Regions from separate parts of the Mus musculus genome. Here all the other regions are linked to region 1. The links are chromatin contacts, called in public Hi-C and promoter capture Hi-C maps. All regions are on one chromosome and are shown on one strand. The core of a region is the stretch at or near the end of the contact, and the rest is flanking DNA. Distances in the headings are between cores, read along the strand shown. Region 1 holds the start of Tom1l1 (target of myb1-like 1 (chicken)). Region 2 overlaps Car10 (carbonic anhydrase 10). Region 3 overlaps Car10 (carbonic anhydrase 10). Region 4 has its middle 42 kb from the start of Car10. Region 5 has its middle 72 kb from the start of Car10.

Region 1 (2,717 bases), core at 102-2,601:
TTCACACTTCAAAGGCTGTGGCCGAGTTCGTTTCTCCCTTTTTTAAAGTTTTGTTTGCAAACTACGTGGTATCTTTCAGTATTATAAGGGTATCTTAACAGTGGATGCTGCAGAATATGGCCATTCTCCTTATCACCAGGTAAGTTCCCTGGGGGATGGGACTATGCCTTCCCGAAGGCATCCAGCTAGTAGTTCTAAATGTTTTCAAAACTAAGGGATAATCGGACATTGCCGAAGTGCCTTTTGCCTGCGAAGCTTCAGCGAGGATCCATTTCTGCTCGGAACTCGTTCTAAGACATACTATTCAGCAAGGAGATGGGCAGTTACAGTGCTTTTCCTAGAGGGCAGCTCTCTTGCAGTATTGTAAAGATGTGGAAACTCAGGTTTAAGTTCAAAGGTGCGGCCCATCCCCGCAGCAGTTAGTTTAACTTACTTCCAATCTAAACTTTCTGAGACTGAGTCTTAGAACTACCAGGTTCATAGGATTTCATCACCCCACCAAGTTCCCAACAGTTTGCCTGTCATTAATACACCCTGGTGCCACACCCTGTCCCCAAGGGAGGGGGCAGGGTAAAGAAGGGAGCTGAGGTGGCAAAAAGCCAATTGTATGTAGTCAGTGACTTCTGCATCCACCTCTGTAATTCAGAACACAAACACAAGGGATAAGGAAGGACCAGGCTGGCTGGATTGGAGGGTGATGCGTGGTCTAAGAGCCTCAGTGACTGCAGACGGCCCCTCTCCCAATCTCCCTCTTTAAGCAAAAGGCCGGCTCACATCGCTTGGGCTGTGCGCTGGAGAAAATTGGTTTGGAGAAACCTGCCTCTCAGGGTGAGATCACGTCAATTAGCGTCTCAGATCTCTCTTTCTGGTCTGTAAAATGGGTATAACAATAAGGTGCTGAGAGTGGACGACGCACTTTATGAAGAACCTTCCCCGGGTCAAGAAGTTTCCACTTTCTCCTCCCAGCGGTCCCAATACTCCACGCAGTGCTGTGCTGCGGGCCACCTGCTTGCTCCACTCGCCCAGCATTTTGAACTTTGCATTTTTTTCGGAGAGGTTCTGGTATGAGTGAGCCAAACTCAGAAAGGTGGAAAGTGGCCGCAGGTGGCACGCAGGTGGCGTGGGAAAGCTGCGGGGGAGGGTAGCATTTCCTCCGACTTGGTCCAACTCGCCCCCCACCCTCCAATCGAGAATGGAGTGGAACCGGCAAAGCTCCCACGGTTCCCCAAGCCAGCCGGGATGTTACTCCCTGCGCCTCCTTACCTATGAGGTGACCCACAGAGGTAGCGTAAGGATCGCGGTGACTCTTCCCAAACGCCATGGTAGCTCCAGAGAGCCCTCCCAGGAAATCCGCCTCCACCGCCCTCCGACTCCACCCGCTCCGTGCCCGAGGCTCCTCCTCTCCGCTCCAGCGCTTGGCTGCCGCGGAGAGGCGCCAGGCAGCGAGCAGGGCGGGGACCCGGGGGACTTGGCGCACCTGCCGCGTGCTCCTGGCGCTTCCCGCACCTCGTGACTCTAGGTGGGCTGGGAGCCCGGGTGGAGTGATGTGACTCCGCACCCCGGGCCTGCGAACTCAGAGTCCAGCTCCAACATCTCCACCGCAGGGCTGAAGACCGCTCCCCTCTCTTTGGAGACTAGACAGTGTGGGATTAGTTGCTAACACAGACTCGAGGGTTATTGCTAAGGTTTATTCAGACAAGGACATAGACCTCTCAAGTCACACACCTCCAGAACAATGAGACTTCGCCTATCACCACTCCGGAGGTCCCTGAACCGATTTTTGCGCCCTACCCTTTAAATCTACGGAACTGGGAGGAGGATGGGCTGTCTAGGAGAGCCAAGACCTCCCTTGAGCCCGGGCTTTGTTTTTCACCCGTTTCCAAGAGGGACCACGAGGCGCCACCACACAAGCTTTTGGCTTCTAGCTCTATCTCCTAGGAACCCTGCTTTCCAGCCTTATGGTGAAAGGAGAGAGGGGCCTTTCCTGGGGCTCTGGCAGGAAATATGTTTGGTATGTAAATCCACATTAAGAAACCAAACCTCTCTGTTTCTATTTGAACCAAGATTTCTTTTTCCTTTTCCGCGGCACGGCTAACATCAGATACCCATGCTTCTGATCTGTAGGATGCCTCCTGAGACGATGGGCTACTCTGCTGGTAGATTTTGCTTCCTGTAGCTAACTGGGACTGAGCTTCACATTAATAGTGGGTTTATTCCCCCCACCCCGAAATGGTGACTAGAAAGAGCAGGAGGACCTGGCCTGACTCATGTTTTTGGTCTTCCATATTTTAGCATAGATGTCAAAACCAATTACATTATGCTCCAAGTGGCTATCATTTGTTGTATTGATCCGGAATCTTCCTCCACCTCCCCCTGTTTGTCCTCCTCCATGAGTGAGTTAACATCGGGATCCTACAATGTAAAATACGGCATTTTTGTTATGATGGTGTTTCTTATGATGAGGTCAGTCCTACCTGAAATAGGACATGCCTATCAGGCTCACTAGCTGTTTCATGTGGTGCGATCTCTCCACTGTGGCAGTCAAGTAGTCTTTACAGCTGATGTTGAAAACCTCTTTTGGCTCTCTCAGCAGCCTGATCTCTGTCTGTCCCTAGCAAATCATTTTGCCTTCATTGCCGTGTGTGATGGGGCAACATTAAGAAGAAAGTCAAAGGCTGGAGAGATGGCTTAGCAGTTAAGAGCACTGACTCCTCTTC
Region 2 (2,717 bases), core at 56-2,555, 2.9 Mb after region 1:
TTGTTTTCAAAATTCAAAGGAAAGTTTCTATTTAGCTCATTATCTTTAACTCTGAAAACATGACTACTCCCCCGTTTAATGCAACACGGGATACTGACAATAATGAATGCTATTCAGAGTCATTCATTCAGAGTCACAAATCACTTTCCTGGCACAATCTTGTTAATTCCCAACCCAGCCAGTGCAAAGCACTGACACCATTACAGAGAGATCCATGATGCATTGGCTGTGACAGTGTTGTAAAGGGCAAAGCTATAGAAAGGCAGGAAAGCTGGCTCAATGCGTTTTGGAGTTTTCATGCAGGGAGGAGGCTACTAAGAGAGTTTGGGTAGATTTATATGTGTGAACTGGAACAAAAAGGCAGAATGAAATAAACTTTAGAATTGCAATTGTAAATTATTCCATTTTATTGTTTCTGATGGTATTGCTGTTGCTGTTTCTGAGACATGTCTTGGGTATCCCCAATTGGTCTCAATCTCACTAAGGAGTTGAGGATGGCCTTGAACCCTGATTTTTTTTTGCCTCCACCTCCCAAGTGCTGAGATTTCAGGAGTTCACCACCAAGCTCAGTTTATATGGTGCTGGATTTTGAACCCAGAGAAAGCAAGAGTTCTGCCAACTGAACTGTGTGTTCCCATCCCTCTATTGTTTAAGATTATTTGCATGTGTGCAGCTATGTACTTTATAAGCAAAGAAAACCATCTGGGTGGATTTATACTGAGTTGCTAATTTTTCTATCATGTGAGCTAGAGTTAGATGGAGACAAGGGAACTGTTAGACACATCTACATTTTTAAATTTGTTACCATAAAGTATGCGTTCATATTATTATAAAACTTTATTAAAAAATGCCTATAAGGTACATCTTAAAAGGGATAATCACACTAATTTTTTATGGGAAGAGAACAGGTTCTTGGTGAAGTGGTAAAAAATCTGATCATGTGGATAAAAGTCTATAGTGTGCTCATTTAGGCATATGCACATGCCATATTCCACAATGCAAGTTTTAAAGAATGAGGTAATGGAGAGAAACGCATTTCAACACAACTCAAATCCAGGACTCTTCCTGCACACACACACATGCACACACACACATACACACACACACACACACACACACACACACACACACACACACACACACACACACACACAACAGTGCTCACTGCACCAATCTTAGCAGGCAGTCACAGGTTTTGGTTAGAGGATGGGGAAACAAAATTTTGCAAAACCCAGTGAACCAGATGAACGGGCTGGCACTTCATGAGACAGAACCATCCACTCTCCCATCTGCAGAGCCAAGCATCCTACACACTGCCAATCTCCTCCCAGAGCCATGGGGATGGCTCAGAGTCTAACAGATCCTTGCTCACCCAAGGCTACCAGCAAGATTTACTCACTGCCAGTGGTAGCTGTTGGCGCTGCTGGGAGATGCCCACACCTGAAGGGCTGTTCCATTTCCTAATGTGGAAAATTCACTTAAAGATCACTTTAGGAGAAATATCCTGGGAGGGATGAAACACCAGATGGGTATAATCTTATTAAAAACATCATTGTTACCTCAACATGTTTGCAAATATGTGTAGATATGTCCATATCTCTCTCTCTCTCTCTCTCTCTCTCTCTCTCTCTCTCTCTCTCTCTCTCTCTCTCTCTCTGTGTGTGTGTGTGTGTGTGTGTGTGTGTGTGTGTGTGTATTATACACATAGATTCTATTTACACCTCCCTCTGAAATTTCACCAAGTAAAAGCGCATCCTTCTGATTGGAGGAACCAGACAGGTCAGGGACACCACAAGAACATGGCCCACAAAATCAACTGACCTGGACTTACAGAGGCTCACAGAGATCAGGATGCATGTAGGGGTCTGACATAGGTCCTCTGCATATATGTTATAGCTGAATAGCTTGGTGTTCTTGTGAGAACCCTCACAGTGAGAACAGGGGCTGTCCCTAACTATTTTGCCTACTTGTGGAACCCTTTTCCTCCTACTGGGTTGGCTCATCCAGCCTTGATGTGAGAATATATGCCTGGTCTTACTGTAGTGCGTTACACCATGTTTGGTTGATATCCCTGGGAAGCCTGCTCTTATCTGAAGAAAGGCAGAGGAGGGGCAGATCTAGGGGAGACAGGAAGTAGGGGAGATAGACTTGGGTGAGGGAAGGGAGGAGATACTGCAGTTGGGATGTAATACATGAGAGAAGAATAAGAAAAAGCATAGCCTTCTACTAGTCTCTCCGTATGCTTGCAATTCACCCTCGTATTGGAAGATAGGCTGTGCCTGATACCTTTCAAGCCAGGATTGTTGTTCTTATTCCTGATTTCCCTTCCTACCAGGTACAACTCATCCACTATAACCACGAGCTATACACAAATGTCACAGAAGCTGCGAAGAGCCCGAATGGATTGGTGGTAGTTTCTATATTTATAAAAGTAAGTCTTGCATGATTCCTGTACTCTGCTTGCCACCCCCTCCCGCGCCCCCCCCCCAATACCAACCAGAGCATCATTCTACAGTCTCTGTTGTAATTTTAAAAAGTTAAAGAAGTAATGTCAATTCATACCCATGCCTGCAGTAACGTTGGGGTCTTAGGACTTTTATAACCATGAGATTCATAAAAGATTCGGAGCTCTGGAAGTGAGGTGCAGAAGGGACAGGTTCCATTTCAGAGCTTTGGGAGCTGAAGGTTTGGGGAGCCTCCATCCTAGAGAGAAAGCA
Region 3 (2,717 bases), core at 159-2,658, 2.8 Mb after region 1:
CCTCACCTACAGGGTTTCCTATCTTTGTAGGCTGCAGCTCACACTAAACACTGTTTAGCTAGTAATGGTCTCAGCATCTCTCTTCTGCTGCAGTCTAATCTTGGCTCTACTGCTTTCGAATATCTTCTGTTAACTCTTCCAGGTATCCATGTGTCTGTATGGTCAGAGCCATCTCAGCTCACTGGACAGATCCCTGGGCCCTTCCAGGTTCCTGATGTTCTAGCTAGATTAATTGTATCAAAGCCAGATGTGTTTCTGGCTTTGATCCCCCACCACAAACCACATACATGTACACACTCACACAGAGAGAGAGAGAGAGAGAGGGGGGGGGAGGGAGGGAGGAAGGGAGGGAGGGAGGGAGGGAGGGAGGGAGAGAGAGAGAGAGAGAGAGAGAGAGAGAGAGAGAGAGAGAGAGAGAGAGAGAGAATGAGAATATGCTGCCCATCCGGCTTGCAAGCTCTCATTAGCATTAAATGCCAAGTTTCCGGAATCCAGGCGCCTTGGTTACAAGTAAATCGGACATTGCTGCATTAATGTGGTAATGGAAATATAATGAAGGAATTTATTGTCCCTGAAAGACAATGTCTGCCACACAAACCCCACGGGATCACCAGACTGTAAGTGCAGCTCCACGCCTCCAACTCCACTAGCCCATAATTATCTCGGGAGGACCATGACCCTCCAGTTCTCCCTATTAAAAGTATATTTCCTTACAAAGTGAACTGTGCTTTATTGAATTGCATCATTTTGATCACTGGAAATTGACATATTGGGCTCATTAGCCAGGAAGTTGGATAGTTAATTTATGAGGCTTCTCAGAACCTGTCCCAGGCTAGTCATTGAGAGAACACAACAGCCTACGATGAGATGGGAGAAAGTTACTCCAGCGATTGCTTTATTTTCCTCTCATTATAGAAATAATGAACAAAAAACTTCTCTGCTACAGATATTGCCTTCCAGTCTCTCTCTCTTTCTCTCTCTCTCTCTCTCTCTCTCTCTCTCTCTCTCTCTCACTCACACACACACACACACACACACACACACACACACACACATACACACACACACACACACCAGAACGATTGTACTTTCTTATAACTAAATACTGTTTGATGGGTATGCAGGCTTACTGCGCTCATTAGCACCGTTTTCCTCTTAAAATGCTTCAACTGTGGAGATGAAAAGATGATCTAAGTCTTTGCCTTCATCTTTAATATTTAAAACTGTTCACACAACCTTTAAAAAAAATCAAATATTGATGCTGTTACCTGTTGTTCTTCAAAGTGGAGCAATTATACTGCAGGTCCTTCGAATATGCCTGCTTTTGTTAGAATGAGCACGAGGATGTCAGGGAGACATTTCTTTTCCCTGTCTGGGGCCTCCACCCTCCTCTGCCTCGGGTGGGAATCAGGGGAAAGCTTTTGACTCTTAATAAGGAAACGCGCTGAGACAGCTTCCCAAAAGCACCTAGTGGGCAGGCTGGCGGGGGATATGAGACTCAGGGAGCATCCTCAAAGTAGATTCTGTAGAATGGCACTGTGCCCTTGGAGCGATACAGGCTCCAGGCTCTCAGCCAGTTTGCCCACAGGAGGCCAGCTTTCTTCCACCTCTGCAACCTAGATTCTTGGGGAGCAGCCATTTTGTCTGGGATGGTTCCATACTGCCCTCTAGTGGCTGTGTCTAGAACCTCCGTGTCTAACAGTCCATAACTATTTTTCAGCAATCCCTTGCTGAGGAGTTCCCATGTCAGATACCGGGGATATGGAGACAAATGAGATGCACACCATGATCGCTAATTCTTCATGGTATCTGTAGGAAGAAACATTCATGAAAGCGGTTATAAAGCATGCTGATGAGTTCGGACACGTGACCACATGCAGAGTGCCCTGACAACACAGGAGAACATCATCCCACCCGTGGGGTTCCATGGAGGTGGATGAGATAGATGGTCCTGAAGAATTGAGAAGGGGGAAATGGGAATAGAAGAAAGGAGGCATCGCTTAGGCTCTGCTGGTCAAGACCTGTTATGCCACTACAAATGTGTGTTGTTAAGAGGACAATTACGTGCTGTGTCATTGAGATGAAAACAGTGCTTTTAGGGTACATTTCCTTACATCTCTTTGGGGTGCTTTCTGCAAAGGATGGCATGTCATTGCTTTATTAGCAGCATAACTTTTTCCTTGCAGAATGGGATGTTAAGTCATGCCATATCTTACTGTATAGAGCATCTGAGATTCGAGAAGTTAAGATGCTAGTTGTGGATGAACGAAGAGTTAGGGGTAGTGCAAGATGGGGGAACTGTAAATGAATGGCTGTGGAGACACAGACAGTGAGGCATCCCATGGAAAACTCAAAGACATGCATTCTTTGAAACGTCCCAAATACTTATAAGAAGTGGAACAAAACAAGAGGCAGTCCTGCTGTGGGGGGCATGGGGCGGGGGGAGAAGAGATTACTTGGAAAACATAGTAAATTCATGCCTTGCCATGAACATTCCAAACTCACTGATGAATTACATAGTGTGGAGGAGGAAGGCATCACGAACTGACCTCATGAGGAGAAATCCAAGCATCCTTCTAAAAGAGTAGGATGCAGAGATGTAGAAACGGGTTGCATAGCTCCCCCTTGGCCCTCTCAGTTCACAACCATTTCCTGCTGCTAAGAACCAGGAACAGAGGACCATGTTTAACTGGCTCTTACTCCACTGGGGAATACAC
Region 4 (2,717 bases), core at 120-2,619, 2.4 Mb after region 1:
TGCTCAATTGTTGATCCTTTTTGTAAATCAGTATATAGTCCCTTTCAGTTGTGCCTGTTATCATGCTTCCTAGTTGCTCCCAGGATTTGTGTTTTGTTCTATTTCTGTGAACAGGTGTATATAGATAACATCTGCATTCAAGTTCACCAATTTTGAAAACACATTGCCCAAAATTTCTGTAACTTGTCCCATCATTAGCAATTTTCCATCTCATGCTCTTTCCTTGAGATGTTTATTTCATGACTCTGATGATTTCCTCGGAAAATAATGCTGATAAAACTACAGACAACCTGGGTCATACAAAAAAGGAGAAATTCCTAAGTTGCAAAAGAACAATTTTGTGATCAACCTGTTTAAGACCAAATAGGGCTCAGTTCAAGGGCAGATTTTAGACTCGGTCATTGCCTTTACCATGAAGGAGAATGAAATCAGGACTCGTAGGTTTCATGCTCATTATGTTGTCTTTTTTTTTTTTTTCCCCACAGCTGACTCTGGCTACATTCATTGCTCTTGTGGAGGTCACTGACAGAAGGCATACTTGAGCAGATAGATGGAATGCTTCCTATTTCCTGGGTTGAAAAAATAACCATAGTCACTGTCCCCAAAATGCAAGGATTCTGAGTCTGACAGCAATCTCTATGATGGTGCACATACAGAAGCCTTTAGAGCACACAGCCCATGAAATTGCCTCATGAACCATAGAATATCAAATATACCTAGAATTCTTTTCCCTCTTTTTTCCCATTTCTGGTACAACAGTGTGTAAGATTTCAAATATTTGGGATTTTTTACTTTTTTACATTTATAAGATGATAATTATAACCTCATCATTTTAATCAAGCAGATCTATGCTTGAAATATAAAGGAAGAGTTCTATGTAACTCAAGGGTCCATCTTTCCTGACAGCCCCACTTTTAATGTTTTGGTAGTTGTATTTTTATGTTATGAACTATAATGTTAATTTCTATTTGCTCTTAGAAAAATCATAAAAATATAAAAAGACAATATCATCTAATGTTCCAGAGCTCTAGTTAAAAATGAATCAAACTGTTGAAACTATAAGAACAAGGGACTCAATGGACTTTTTGAGAAGGTAAAAGAGAAAGAATTCTGAAACAACAGTCAATTGATGAAGGGTGATCTAGGAGATAGCACTTGCTACACTGAAGGCACTGAGATCCTAGATACTGGTACTAGCCCCAGAAAACAACAACTCTGCCTTGATGCTAACAGGATACAGGCTATTTTAATAACTGATTTTCCTTAATAGATACAAGTCATAGAAAACATATGGGAGTGGTTAGTGAGATGCCTCAAAAGTTAAGAACAAAGGTTGCAGAATCTATGTGTGCTGATCACAACCAGCTGCAACCTCTCAACGCCAAGGGTGTCGAACCTTCTTTGGAACTCTGGGGGGCAACTGCATGCACTGGTATAGACATACAAACAAAGTTAGTAATAATAAGATTATCTTTAACAAACAGTAAAATCAAAAATAGCATTTCAGAAAGAACCCACATCATAGCGGACATCAGAAAATAAGCCTTCCAGAGAGAGTTCTTTCTCTTTAAGTATTGAAAAAAATTCAATAAACTTTCTTTTCAAATGGTAGCAACAACATTGCATTTGTAGATAGACAGATCTGAGATATGTTCCTGCAGCCAAAAATTAGCCTTTAATATCTCAGACTTCTAGCTCTGCCAAAAGATGAGAGACTAAGTAACCATAAAATGCCCTCACTAACTGTAGGATAAAATGCCAGAACTCAACTCTGGAGCTTGAAATCCCACCAATCCCACCAATCCCTGAGCTCGAAAATTCACCCATGAGCTTGCTGAAATCTCACCAATCCCCACCCTGGAACTCTCTACCCTGGAAAACTCCGCCACCAAGAAATCCTATCTAAGTTCTCCCCCACTCAACTCTCTGCTGCTGCTGCTTCCTGGAGCAGAGGCAGGCAGCCTCCTGTGCTTTTCCCAGTAAAGCTCTTGGGTGAGCTCTGTTGTGTGGTATGACTTTCTGTTATTCCTTGGATCCCAAATGACAGAATACCTTTCTCTTCAGAGCTGTACCACTTATATTAACCACCAAGGAAATCTACAAAATATTCTTAATAGTCTTTAAACTCACATCTAAGAACCTGAGAATGCAAGCAATAGTCTCAGGGACTCGATATAAACAGACTCTTGTAAAGTGCAGTAAGCAGATGAACAAAAGTTGCTGCTGCCCCCAGAAGGCACCATCAACCTTGATAATCTGCCCTTTATATTCTTTCATTTTATTACTGCAGGAGATGAAATCATGGACCAATGGGAGCAAGGGAGGTAGAGCTAACTTCTACATGAAACAGATTAGTAAAACACAACAAAAGACTTTGCTCTGGCATTTGAATGTGGAAGCAGGCCTTCCTTTAAAATGCAAAATTATAAAACCACCTCACACTTGAATTTGAAGCTAGATTTATATACATGCATGATGTGTGGACTTCTAAACAGGGGAGAGAATATGAAAATTGATCCCAATTTGCAATGAAGCTCTAGGAAGAAAAAAACTTTAAAGTACCTTAGAAAACTATACTCCTAAGTCACGTCTTAAATAGTATTTCCCAGTAAAATCCAGTCTAAAGAGGAAGTTTCACACTGAAAATTATAAGGGACAGGAGAAAACAACCCACTAAGTCCCAGAGTCCACTTCTGTGGATGCCCACATATATGGGT
Region 5 (2,717 bases), core at 160-2,659, 2.3 Mb after region 1:
GCTTCATCCATTTCCCAAGCCTGGGTGGGATTACATACTCAGTTTTAATTGACTCTGGAGAATCCAAGTCAATTAGACTAAGGGTATAATAGGAAAGAAAGGCTGTATTATTTCACTAGCCTGATTATTCTGTAAAAATAGAAAGAGATGGATGTAAAATTTGAAGAGGCCCACAGCATTGAGTTGTTCTATCTCTGCCAGACACTTTGAAGTTGCTGTACAGTACAGGACTCTTGAACAAACAGCTAACTTAACAGAAGGTGTGAGGGTTCAATAATCTGACCCTTACACTGTCCTGTATATTGGGCAGTACTAACCAAGCAAACAGATCAGTTTCAGCTGTGAGTTATGCATATAAATAAAGGGCTAAGCAGATACCTATATGTTTTTGCAAGATTGAAATTAAAACTAAAAAGTCTAGAAAGAGAGAAAGAGAAAGAGAGAGAGACCATTTAATGGTAATTAAGCAGCCACTTGTGATCCACAAGCTAACCTGCATTCTTAGGACCAAGGAATACATTTCCTAAAGGAATTCTCAAATGCTAGGAACATGTGAAAATCAAGTCATAACATTTGATGAATGAAGACCATTTTTCGGGAACAAGATAAAGAAGTGGCTAATACTGCAAAAGAAATGGGTGCATTTGTGGATGTTTCCACAGAGGAAGTGAAGCAGGTCTTGCAAGCTTAATAGATTTCAGCAAACAGAGGTGACAGTAGCTCTTCGTCATTTCGTTCTGTAACTACACGGAGCAAGCATATGGGGTTGAAATTAAACATGTAAAAGAAAAGATACGGCATGTAAAAGTCGATAAATACACAAGAAAAGATTAAGTATCAATAAAGTAACAAACACATTTCTATATTTTTATAACAAACTGATAGCTTGCCCAGACAGGGGAAGAATCGCTAATGTCTTGTTTGTTTGGTTTTCATGCTTAATTATTCTTACATTTGGAAGGAATTGAAATCCTTGCATGGTGCTGGATTTGTTGAGACACAGTGTTGACCAGAAGAGATGTGGCCCCCTGAGAGGTTTACTTGCAGGGGGACCAGCAATGAGCAAGCAATCATCACAGGTGATTCTACACCTGCAAGTTACAGAGCTGCAGGGGCTCCCAGATGCTCCGCGACAGACTCAGTTCACCAAGCTCACACCTACCGAGCTCAAAGAAGTTACCTTTCACTAAGGTGGCAGAACTACATTTTCTTTTTGAGCTATATGGATGGCATTTACCTGTGAATGTAGGGTTCAGTAACCCCAATATAAAGTATTGTAATATCTGCAAGATATGTATTTCTCTTTTGGCTTTTCTAAACATTTGTAAATTGCTGAGAACCATTGCATTTTGCTGGAAAAGAGAAACAGTCAGGCTTTTCTCAGCTGGAGGCTTTGAAATGTATGGGCTCACTGGTGAAAAAGGACAGATGGCTGGGCTAATGTTAGTAATTGCAGAGGAAAAAAACGGTCCACTCTTGACCTGAAAACGCAGCAGAATCTCTTCCTTTTTAACTTTTCTGGTGACTGTTTACCTAAGTCTTAGTTATGCTAGAATTGGAGAAGAATAGCCTGTAAGAGTTTCCTAAGAACATAAATGCTACAACACACCTCTATATATGACTGTTAGGGCTTTCAGTTAACAGCTCACTTAGCCAATCTTATCCGATCTGTGATTCATTGCAGACTTTAATTAGAAACTCAAATGACATTCCACAGGAATGAAAGAGCAGGTTGCCCTCAATGAGAAAGTAACTTTAACCATCGAATGAAATATTGAAATGTTTTCATTGTTTGAAATCTCATACATACATATAATGAATTTTGATCCCGTTCACCATTCATTCCCTTCCTCAAATTTCTCTGCCATCCTCTACTACAACCTTCCCTTCCCAATTACATATGTTCCTTTTTTTTTTTTAAGCCTACTGAATACACTTAGTCTTCTTGAATGTGCATGTGTGTAAGACCATCTACTGGAGCATAAATAGTCTCTCAGGAGCTGCATTCCTGAAGAAAACCCATTTCCTTCTCAGCAGTCTTCAGTTGTCAGCATCTCAATATAAAGTACATAACCTCCCAGCACTTTGGAACTCAGTTAGGGTAGAGCATTATGAGCCCGTCCTCCATTCACAATGGATTTCCGACTGAGCTGATCTTGCACAGGTCTTAGGCGCAGTCATGGCTCTTTTGAGTTCATATATGTAATGGGTATGTCATGCCCAGTAAATATTGTTTTTCTACCTATGTCCACTACTTCTGGCTCCCACATCCTTCTGTTCCCTCTCCTGCTATGATCTCAGAGCAAAGGGTGGAGTGGTAGAAAATACTAAGTGCTATTCAGAGCTTCAAAGTCTCCTGCTCTCTGCATGTTGAGCAGTTGCAAGTCTCTGGTTAATTGCCATCTATTGCAAAAGGAAGCCTCTCTGAAGAGGGTTGAGAGATTTACTCATCTCTGGGTAAGATGTGAACTTAGGGGGCATTATAATACTATATCCATTTAGCAGAATGATTGCATTAGGTTATCCCCTAGGTCCCATGATCTAGCCAATGGGTTAGAGGAGTTGAGGGGAGTTTGTGTGTGTGTGGGGGGGGGGGTTGGGGAAGACAGTTAAAGGTACCATGCTTGAGTTTCTATCTTATGAAGTAGAGTTTAAAGCAAATATGAAAGTGGTTGGTTACATCTACAATGTCATGCCATTACTGTACCAGAAGTCAT

Evidence for each region. Promoter capture Hi-C pulls out the DNA fragments that hold promoters and counts their contacts. A called contact is a pair of places that touch in the nucleus more often than the background predicts.
Region 2: a contact with region 1 is called in a Hi-C map of cerebral cortex, with 5 times the contacts expected there. The contact joins the enhancer-like site here to the promoter of Tom1l1 in region 1. A contact is called at or near these places in 7 of 39 promoter capture datasets (the 3T3-L1 cell line, cranial neural crest, frontonasal cranial neural crest and 3 more), 2 of 484 Hi-C or Micro-C datasets (cerebral cortex and cortical neurons) and 2 of 115 datasets of contacts at active chromatin or transcription factors (astrocytes and stem cell-derived neural progenitor cells).
Region 3: a contact with region 1 is called in a promoter capture Hi-C map of hippocampal neurons, with 22 times the contacts expected there. The contact joins the enhancer-like site here to the promoter of Tom1l1 in region 1. A contact is called at or near these places in 9 of 39 promoter capture datasets (the C10 cell line, cranial neural crest, embryonic stem cells and 6 more), 16 of 484 Hi-C or Micro-C datasets (the HL-1 cell line, MC3T3-E1-derived osteoblasts, brown adipocytes and 9 more), 4 of 115 datasets of contacts at active chromatin or transcription factors (astrocytes, embryonic forebrain, pro-B cells and 1 more) and 1 of 9 other capture datasets (adipose tissue).
Region 4: a promoter capture Hi-C map of second pharyngeal arch cranial neural crest shows a contact between it and region 1. The contact joins the enhancer-like site here to the promoter of Tom1l1 in region 1. A contact is called at or near these places in 4 of 39 promoter capture datasets (cranial neural crest, frontonasal cranial neural crest, hippocampal neurons and 1 more) and 3 of 115 datasets of contacts at active chromatin or transcription factors (astrocytes, embryonic forebrain and stem cell-derived neural progenitor cells).
Region 5: a contact with region 1 is called in a promoter capture Hi-C map of second pharyngeal arch cranial neural crest, with 13 times the contacts expected there. The contact joins the enhancer-like site here to the promoter of Tom1l1 in region 1. A contact is called at or near these places in 7 of 39 promoter capture datasets (the 3T3-L1 cell line, the C10 cell line, cranial neural crest and 3 more) and 3 of 115 datasets of contacts at active chromatin or transcription factors (astrocytes, embryonic forebrain and stem cell-derived neural progenitor cells).

What each region holds. Positions count from the first base shown.
Region 1 is chr11:90,686,250-90,688,966 of GRCm38.p6, forward strand. Tom1l1 (target of myb1-like 1 (chicken)) reads right to left here and starts at 1,352. Exons shown (of 16, transcript NM_001357543.1): 1 at 1,264-1,352. The coding sequence starts at 1,321.
Region 2 is chr11:93,576,331-93,579,047 of GRCm38.p6, forward strand. It overlaps Car10 (carbonic anhydrase 10), which reads left to right. Exons shown (of 10, transcript NM_001361708.1): 6 at 2,336-2,431. Among named protein-coding and RNA genes, the nearest start is that of Gm24856, 160 kb to the left of the region's middle. Within about 2 kb of position 1,306, at least 11 of the 459 cell types and tissues checked have an H3K27ac peak or open chromatin away from gene starts, as enhancers often do. A contact at or near this core is called in cerebral cortex and cortical neurons, where this site is marked.
Region 3 is chr11:93,470,388-93,473,104 of GRCm38.p6, forward strand. All of the region lies in intron 4 of Car10 (carbonic anhydrase 10), which reads left to right. Among named protein-coding and RNA genes, the nearest start is that of Gm24856, 58 kb to the left of the region's middle. Within about 2 kb of position 1,409, at least 27 of the 459 cell types and tissues checked have an H3K27ac peak or open chromatin away from gene starts, as enhancers often do. A contact at or near this core is called in cerebral cortex, hippocampal neurons and stem cell-derived motor neurons, where this site is marked.
Region 4 is chr11:93,055,107-93,057,823 of GRCm38.p6, forward strand. No RefSeq gene overlaps it. Among named protein-coding and RNA genes, the nearest start is that of Car10, 42 kb to the right of the region's middle. Within about 2 kb of position 1,370, at least 1 of the 459 cell types and tissues checked has an H3K27ac peak or open chromatin away from gene starts, as enhancers often do. A contact at or near this core is called in second pharyngeal arch cranial neural crest, where this site is marked.
Region 5 is chr11:93,024,767-93,027,483 of GRCm38.p6, forward strand. No RefSeq gene overlaps it. Among named protein-coding and RNA genes, the nearest start is that of Car10, 72 kb to the right of the region's middle. Within about 2 kb of position 1,410, at least 2 of the 459 cell types and tissues checked have an H3K27ac peak or open chromatin away from gene starts, as enhancers often do. A contact at or near this core is called in second pharyngeal arch cranial neural crest, where this site is marked.